Regions from separate parts of the Macaca mulatta genome. Here region 1 is linked to region 2. A link is a contact called in public Hi-C data. All regions are on one chromosome and are shown on one strand. The core of a region is the stretch at or near the end of the contact, and the rest is flanking DNA. Distances in the headings are between cores, read along the strand shown. Region 1 overlaps RIPOR2 (RHO family interacting cell polarization regulator 2). Region 2 overlaps RIPOR2 (RHO family interacting cell polarization regulator 2).

What was found. Hi-C and Micro-C count contacts between places; a contact is called where the count stands out from the background.
Region 1: a Hi-C map of blood shows a contact between it and region 2, with 3 times the contacts expected there. The contact joins two enhancer-like sites. A contact is called at or near these places in 2 of 14 Hi-C or Micro-C datasets (CD4 T cells and blood).

The regions. Positions count from the first base shown.
Region 1 is chr4:158,163,421-158,167,544 of T2T-MMU8v2.0, forward strand. RIPOR2 (RHO family interacting cell polarization regulator 2) reads left to right here. Exons shown (of 24, transcript XM_078000913.1): 2 at 3,378-3,568. Among named protein-coding and RNA genes, the nearest start is that of RIPOR2, 110 kb to the left of the region's middle. Within about 2 kb of position 2,826, at least 7 of the 40 cell types and tissues checked have an H3K27ac peak or open chromatin away from gene starts, as enhancers often do. A contact at or near this core is called in CD4 T cells and blood, where this site is marked.
Region 2 is chr4:158,100,031-158,104,091 of T2T-MMU8v2.0, forward strand. The region is part of intron 1 of RIPOR2 (RHO family interacting cell polarization regulator 2); the gene reads left to right. Among named protein-coding and RNA genes, the nearest start is that of RIPOR2, 47 kb to the left of the region's middle. Within about 2 kb of position 1,546, at least 12 of the 40 cell types and tissues checked have an H3K27ac peak or open chromatin away from gene starts, as enhancers often do. A contact at or near this core is called in CD4 T cells and blood, where this site is marked.

The sequences.
Region 1 (4,124 bases), core at 1,576-4,075, 65 kb after region 2:
TACATTCCTAGTTACCTTCCCACAATTCACCACTCTTAGGAGCCCATTCCCCTACTCTGCCTCCTTTGTCTAGTCACTTCTTCACAGTTTATTGCCCTTTGTTAAAATTGTATATAAACTCAGCATTCTTTTAGACTTCACATAGATAAGAGATAGTATAACCTGGTGTTTAAGAGTTTGCACTCTGGGATCAAATCTCAGTACCTCTACCACTTACCAAATGTATGACCTCAGGAGGATCACTTCACCTCTTGCGTCTTAAACTAAAATGGAGATAATAAATATATATATATATCTTAGGGTTGATATAGGAATTAAGTGAATCAAGGCACTTAGAACTGTTGCTGGCACTCTGTAAGTGTTAGCAATTATTTACATTTTTTTATTTGCTCATTTTGTACACTCATAACAATATAATCATACTACTTATAATTTTCTGAGACTTTTCAAAGTCAATATTATGTTCTTGAAACTCATCCATATTGATGCATACATCTGTAATTTATTAGTTTTTCTTTATAGTTAACACATCATGCATGTATGTCATATCTCTCTAAGGTAATTGTAAACTTTGGAGAGCAAGAACCATGTTTTCTATACTCTGTGCTTTCAAGAAGTTCATGGTGGCATTTGTGATTTGTTCTTTGAGATGGTTAGCTGTGTTTTTGAGATATCTAAATTGGAGAAGAGGAGACTGAGGGAAACTTCCTAAGGGTTATTGAGGTTTTATATGGAGCATGGTGACTTCTCATTCTCTATCCCCATTGAGGCTTCAATTAGGTAAATATCCTAAGCTTCCCTGTGAGAGATTTAGGTGTATAATTGTAACTGGGTATTTACTGTGTACCATGTGCTGTGTCAGCTCCTTTACATAATTTACCCCACTTAATCCTCAAAACAAACCAAATGAGAAAGTATATTAGTTTTCTAGGACTGCTGTAACGAACTACCACAAACTGGGTGGCTTAAGCAACAGAAACTTACTGCATCACAGTTGTGGAGGCTAGAAGTCCAAGGTCAAGGCGTTGGCAGGATGGGTTCTTCTGAGGGAGGTGAGGGAGAATCTCTTGTAGACCTCTCCCCTAGCTCTTGGTGGTTTACTGGCAATCTTTGTTGTTCCTTGGCTTGTGGATCTCTGCCTTCATCTTCACATGCTATCCTCCCTGTCTGTATGTCTTTGTCTACCTCTCTCCTTTTTAAGAGGAAATAAGTCATATTGGATTAAGGACCTATCCTCCTCCAACATGATATGAGTTTATCTTAACTAATTATATCTTCAATGGCCCTATTTCTAAATAAGGTCACATTCTGAGGTACTGAGGGTTAGGACTTCAACATATGAATTCAATAGGGGTGACACAATTCCACCCACTTAAAATAATAAAATAGGCCTAGAGAGATTATGCTAACTTTTTGAAGTGGAATGGCTGAGAGCCCCCAGGTTCACATGGTAACCAGGTGGTTCTGAGGTAGGAGGTGAGGGAGGTAGTGCCGGTCCCCAAGAGCCACGGGGATGCTGCAGTGACCCAGACTGTGTGCAGTCACTCCCATAAAGTTATCCAGACAAGAGGTAACACAGTGAGCTCTGGAGTTTGTCAAATCTGCCACTCACTGGCTGCCTGATCTTAGGAAAGTTTTTCAAGCTCTCAGAGCCCCCATTGCTTCATCTGTAAAATGGGATAATAGCACCAACCTCATGAAGTTGTGGAGATTAAAGGACATGGGACAGTAGTTGAGAAATGTAGTGATTATCAAAATGGACACCCATCCTCTTATCCCAGCCACACAAAAGAGAGCTCTAGTCCACATCCAAATTTCCTATACCTCGGCCCATTTTAATTAATTTAATTTATGTAACTAAGTGCAACCCTTGGCCAGAAACATCATTCAAGTGGGGTGGTAGAAGGGTCAGAAAGGGGAGATGCAAAGGAGAGCTAGAGAAAAGGATAACTACCGCTCTCTGCCTCTCAGTGTGTCTCAAGGTGGGCATTATTGATATTTGGAAGGGGACAGTTCTTCCTGTAGAGCCACTGTTCCATGCATTACAGTAAGGTTGACATCCCTGGGCCCCTGAGTGCTAAGACATTAAATACCAGTAATAACTCCCAGTCATTGTGCCACCCAAAACACCCCAGACATTTCCAAGCTCTCCTCTAAGAATGGTTGCAGCCCTGATTGACAACAATTGGTGATCCCAGCAGGACCCAAGCTGTACATTGTCTTTGGGAACTGCTGCAGCCACCAATGCAGGGATGAACTGACTGTTGCTGCTCAATTAACCCTCAGTGTCTGATTCCTGAATTCCTCTGGGCAGATCCCTTCTCACTGCTGGATTTCTCCAACCCTGTTGTCCATAGTCTCTTCTGGGAGAAAATGGTGCAATTTCAAGGTTGCAGTTACAGGAGGAGGGGACAGTTTCTCTAAGGTAACACTGGGAGTATCTTCAAAATCATGCAGTAAATAAAGTGCCAAAAATAAACACCTTGGGCCAACAGCTCCTCACTGTCATCTCCATTTGCATTTTCTAAGCTTCTGGCCACCTAAGAGATCTTACAACACAATGGAGTGGTCTGGGAAACCCCAAAATGAAGTCTCAGTATTACTCAGAGAGATGTGTATTTGTTTGTGCAGCCATACAGAATTTGGCACACGTTGGGTAGCTCGATATAGTGACGCCAGCCAATGGTGCTCACGTAGAAGCTCAGTGATTACTCATCCCTTTGGGAGGACTGCTTTTTGAGTTACATGCTTTTTGAGTTACATTTTCTTCTTTCTCCTTTAGTGATACGGTCTGAAGTATCAAACTGAGTAAATATCGTGAAATGTAAGATGTTTGACCAAAACTAGTTATTTATTCATTGACTATAGATTTAATTGAGCCACAGAAAGCCTAGATATGGTTCAATTTGGTTTAAATGCTGTAAAGTTTCCAATCCTTAAATGCAAGAGGTTTGAAAAAAAAAAAAAAAGGAAAGAAAAATGCAACTATTACTGAGCAAAATAAAAGCTCTGTCCTCTAAATGCCTGTTTTGGTTTAACATAGTGGCTTGCTTTACTTTCAGATAAATTGTCATTGAAGCAAAACCAAGATATGAGAAATGTGAACTCCCTCTTTCAACACAACCCATTGTGTTCAAATTCATAAGCAAGAAAGTTAAGCGCCCACCTTCCTCTTTAAGGAAATATAAAAGTTGTTGCTTTGAAATAGAATTCACTGCATTCAGACTTTGAGTGATAACTGTATTCACATCCAACCGGATCTGCAGCCCCCTTTCAAAAATTTCTTTCTCCTCAGTGGTGAGAATTACCCCCACCTGGGATTCACTCTTCAAAAGGCTCAAGAAGCCTATTCATATGAATGAAACCGCTTTCTTCAGGGCAGATGCGGAAGCTGCCCTCCAGAGGGCTTGGGCAACCCGAGGAAAGGAAATCACCTCCGTTGGCAGTGTGGCTGCTGAGACTGCCGGGGGCTGCTGCCTGCTGCCTCTCGTGCCTGTCCTCTCCAAGATGCAGTTTTTTGATGCTGAGGAGCTCCTGGTCGATGAAGAGGATGATGTTTTTGGTGAAGGTAAATGCATCTTTCTGGCAGGAGCCTCTCTGGCCTGCTTTGCTTTGTTTTGACACTACTGGACGCTTTTGCCCAGCTTGAGCAAGGACTTGAGTATTTTGAAATGATAAAAACGAAGCATTCTGAGTGAGATAGTAGCTGCAGATATCAACTTAGGCACTGAAGGAATACACAAGGCAAGGAGTGGGACAAGGGGTTGAGTCATTCCTGCAAATACATTTTTTAAAGACATTACTAAAATAAAGGTTTAGTTTAGGCTGGAAAATATTACTAAATTTTTTGCCTTGTCTCTCTTCTGTTCTATCTCTTGTCTAATACCTTAAGGAAAGCCTGTCACAGTGGTTTAAGCATAGCAGGGCTGCTAAGGTAGACGTTGAACAAATGGACCAGGAGTGGTTTTCCATGGTACCATGTTGCTTTGATTTGCACTTCTCTCTCCCTTCCTTCCTTCCTTCCTTCCTTCCTTCCTTCCTTCCTTCCTTCCTTCCTTCCTTTCTTTCTTTCTTTCTTTCTTTCTTTCTTTCTTTCTTTCTTTTTTCTCTCTCTCTCTCTCTTT
Region 2 (4,061 bases), core at 296-2,795:
GTATAGGGGTAATGGAGAAATGTTGAAAGGCTTTGAACATGGAAATAAAGGAATCAGATTTTTCTGGGTTAGAAATATCACTGTAGTTGCAGATTTGAGGGTAGATTTGGGATGTTAGATTTTCTCATAGAAACATCTGTATTTATAGTCACCAAAAATATCCCTTGGGGAATTGCTATTAACTTTATAAAAATGGTTCGCTATATAAAATCCTTGTAAATGAGAAATACATTTGTAAATATGTGCTGATTTGTACATATGTCTGATGGTAAATTTGATTATGCACAACTTTTCAAAAACATACTCCTGTGTTTTTGCAAGTGATCATTTTGTTGAGATTCTCAAAGAATTACTTGAGCAAGCTGATGAACACATCATGGAGTATAAATTGCAGAGGAGAACGTTTTCTAGCCAAAACACAAGAAAACAAACAGATTGAGGAAGTTAAGGGGGAAAAAAGGAGAAAAAGGGGCTTGGCAGTTTAAGAGTGTGGGCTAATTTACATCTGAAAATCCTCTCTCATGCTGTTCTCTGCACCTGGAGTACCCTCCCCACCGCCTATTCAATTTCAAGGCCCAAATCAAGCTCTATTCCTAAGAATTTTTTGATTGCTCCAGTGCATCCAATCTCCTTTTCCCCTTTAGTTAGTGGCCCTGAAACCTAAGTGTGAGAATCACCCAGAGGACTTACTAAAGCAAAGTTTTGGTTTCGGTAGGTCTGGGGTGAGGACTGAGAATGTTTTTCCAACAAGTTCCCAGATAGTGCTGATGCTGGTCACGGACCACACTTTGGGAAGCACTGCTTTAAACCAGTGCGTGTTTCTCAGACTTTAATGTGCATACAGATCACCTGGGGGTCTTGCAAAGGCTGCTACACTGAGATCTATATCAATGGTTCTCAATAAAGGATGACTTTACTCCCAGGGAACATTTGGACATGTTGGACATTTTTGTTTGTTATATACTGTGGCAGTGGGAAGTGAGGAGTGCTTTTGCTTGTTACTGGCATCTCGTGGGTAGAGGCCAGAGATGCTTCAAAACATCCTACAATGCAAAGGACAGCCTCCCACAATCAAGAATTATCTAACCCAAAATGCCACGTTGGGAAACTTTGATTTAAATGATACAATTTAGATACCATCACCATTTGCTATTGCTCATGGAGGTTGTAAGCATTGCAGTTTCCTAAAAGCAAGCACTATGTCTAATATAGAAATTCTGAGGCTCTTCCTCTCTCTGGGCCAAACACTACCTTCCCATCCCACCTCCTCTCCAAATGCCTAACACAGTGTTTACTACATAGTGAGCATACAGGAAAAGGTTTTTTAAATTAACTACCTAGGAACACTTAAACTAGTGGTTCTCAGGCTTGACTATATATTAGAATCACCTGGGGAGTTTTTAAAACACAAATGCCTGCGTCCCACCAATAGATTCTGATTTCATTGTTGTATGCTATGGACTGCATATTGGGAGTTTTAAAAGCTCTGCAGGTGAGCCCAATGAGCAGACAAGGTTGAAAATCATTGAACTCCATCCTCGCTAATGAGTAATTCACACTCGAAACTGTGAGAATGAGAAGGAACACTTGTAGCTGCTTGAGCACATATATGATTGCCGCTAAGGAAAACCCATTCCAAAACAAGTTAGACCCATAAAGTATCATTAATTTCCAAGTAGTTGCCGTGTACCGCCTGTGAGTTGTCCATTATACTATGTGCTAGGAATACAAAATTGAAAAGTATAAGGGCTCTGCCTTCTAGGGACCTCCTAGTGCAATGGAGAAGTTAACTATGAACAATACAGTAAGTGCTGTAATAGAAGCCTGTACAAAGTGCCTGAGTCATGCAGAGGAAGTATCACACTAAAGGAAGTGGCTTACTTTTCTCAGGGGCTCAGGAGAATTGGAGAAGGGGTTCTTAGAGAAGCCTCTCACCTGGGTGTTGAAAGTAAACAGTGTTGATTGGAAATGTCAAGTACATCAGCATGGTTGGACACAGTTGGACTGGCTGGTGTTAAAGGAAGCAGAAACAGTGGTGGGAGAGAAGGGAAAGGGGCCGCACAGGGCTTGAGGGCATAAGGCCATTCATGAAGAGCTGCATGTTCAAGGGGTCAGGACTGTATAGACGAGAGGCAGCCAGTGATGGTTAAACAGAGAAGTGATATGAGGAGGTAAGCTCACTGTGATCCCCACCTCCTTTGCACACTTGAGGGCTGTAATTGAAAGATGCATTCATCAATTCCTGTTGTGCAGTAACCCAGGGTTGTAAATCAAATAATAGCAGCCTGTATTTATCTAATTTTTTTTGATATTTTGTTTATTGTAGATTTTTTGCCCATAGTCCATAGATGAGACCTGAGAAATACATAGAATCCAGGTGGTGAAAGACCACATGAAAAATGATAACCAGCCTGCACTTTGTCTAGGGACAATGAAGAAACATTGAAAGGCTTTAAGCATGGAAATAAAGGAATTCGATTTTCTAGGTTAAAAATATCACTCTAGTTGCAGATTTGAGAGTAGATTTGGGATGTTAGATCTTCATAGAAATATCTGTATATAGTCACCAAAAATATCCCTTGGGGAAATGCTATGAACTTTATTAAAATGGTTCACAATATAAAGAATTACTTGAGAACATATAAGAGGTGCCTTATATGTTGTCTTCTCTGTAAGCAGAGCTTTGTGGAGTTGTGTGAGACTGCAGCCCTGCCACCTTCATCCCAAGTTCACTTCCCTGATGCTCCTACGGCACAGAATCGAGAGAATGACAAAATGTGTACAAGGGGTGGATTGAGTTGCAGGGATTGGCAGTTTCCCAGGCAAGGCCTGGCTGTCCAGAGTCCTCCCTCCCTGTGGCCACTTGCCCCTACTCCCCTCCCTCAGTGATGCCACCCAGGAATAGCACACTTGATCCAACCAAATGGCTTCCCTCTGGGACCATTTCTCTTCTATCCTGATGGACCCTTTGAGACAATTCATTGCCCCTTCAGCAGCTCCTACTGCTGGAGCCTCACCCTCCTCTGCAGGCACATCCACCCCAGGGAAGGTCTCTGTGCAATCCCAGGCTGAGGACCCCTTTAGAGGGAAAGCAAATGGCAGAGCCGGAGAGCCTATTAAGGCTGGGGTCCTGCTCTCCAGCACAAAACCCTCATAATAAGAAGAGAAGATGATGCAGAGAGGAAAGGAAAAGCCCCCACACTGGTAGCTCAGGCCTGGTTCTCAGCCCTTCTTCCTCAGAACCAGATGGCTCCCTGGATTTAGAGTATCCCCTAATGACCTCAGCAACCAAATTCTGCATGGCAGAGAGGATGGTTGGCCACAGACACTGGGGGCAGCACCAGCGGTTATCACAGTACAACGTCTAAACAAAATGTGAGCTCCATTGGCTGTCAGAGTTCACTGTGAATCAATACATCCAAGAAGTGGGAAGAGAGAGACAGAGATAATCCTCATTTTAAGATAAATATTTAAGCTTAAGTAGAGATGGGGCAAGTGTAGACCAGGTTAAGAGTATGTTTCTGGTATGCAAGGTGTGTCATGGTGCTATTTGTCATTAGCACTGGCCCAGGGAGCCAGGGAACATTGTTCTACCCCAGGTTTCAGAACCCAAAACTTTGCCTTATGGTGGCCACAGACACCCCAAACCATGTCCCATCGCTCTCATGAGTACCCCAATGTCTTCTCCCACATTCTTCAAGTCCCTTGTTCTTTCCTCTTCTACAGGTGAGAATAAAGGTAGAAAAATCAAAACTCGGCTAGGGAGCAGCAGTGGTGATCAGAGTCATTACAACAGATCAGAAATGGTTTCAGCACCACTTTACCTGCAAATGGCTTTCAACATACCAGTTTCCTCATGGCTTATCACATGGTGTTTTTGAGGGAAATAAGGTGTTATATTGTGATGCACTCTAAGATGCTTCAAAGAAACGTGATCAGATCTTCAAATGGTATTACCTGACCTGTACTTTCTTTGATTTGTGTTGGGCCAGACCTTCAGTAATTTACGAAATAGAAACTTAGTCTTCTCTCTCCTTAACATCCCCTTTAAATTCCCTTAA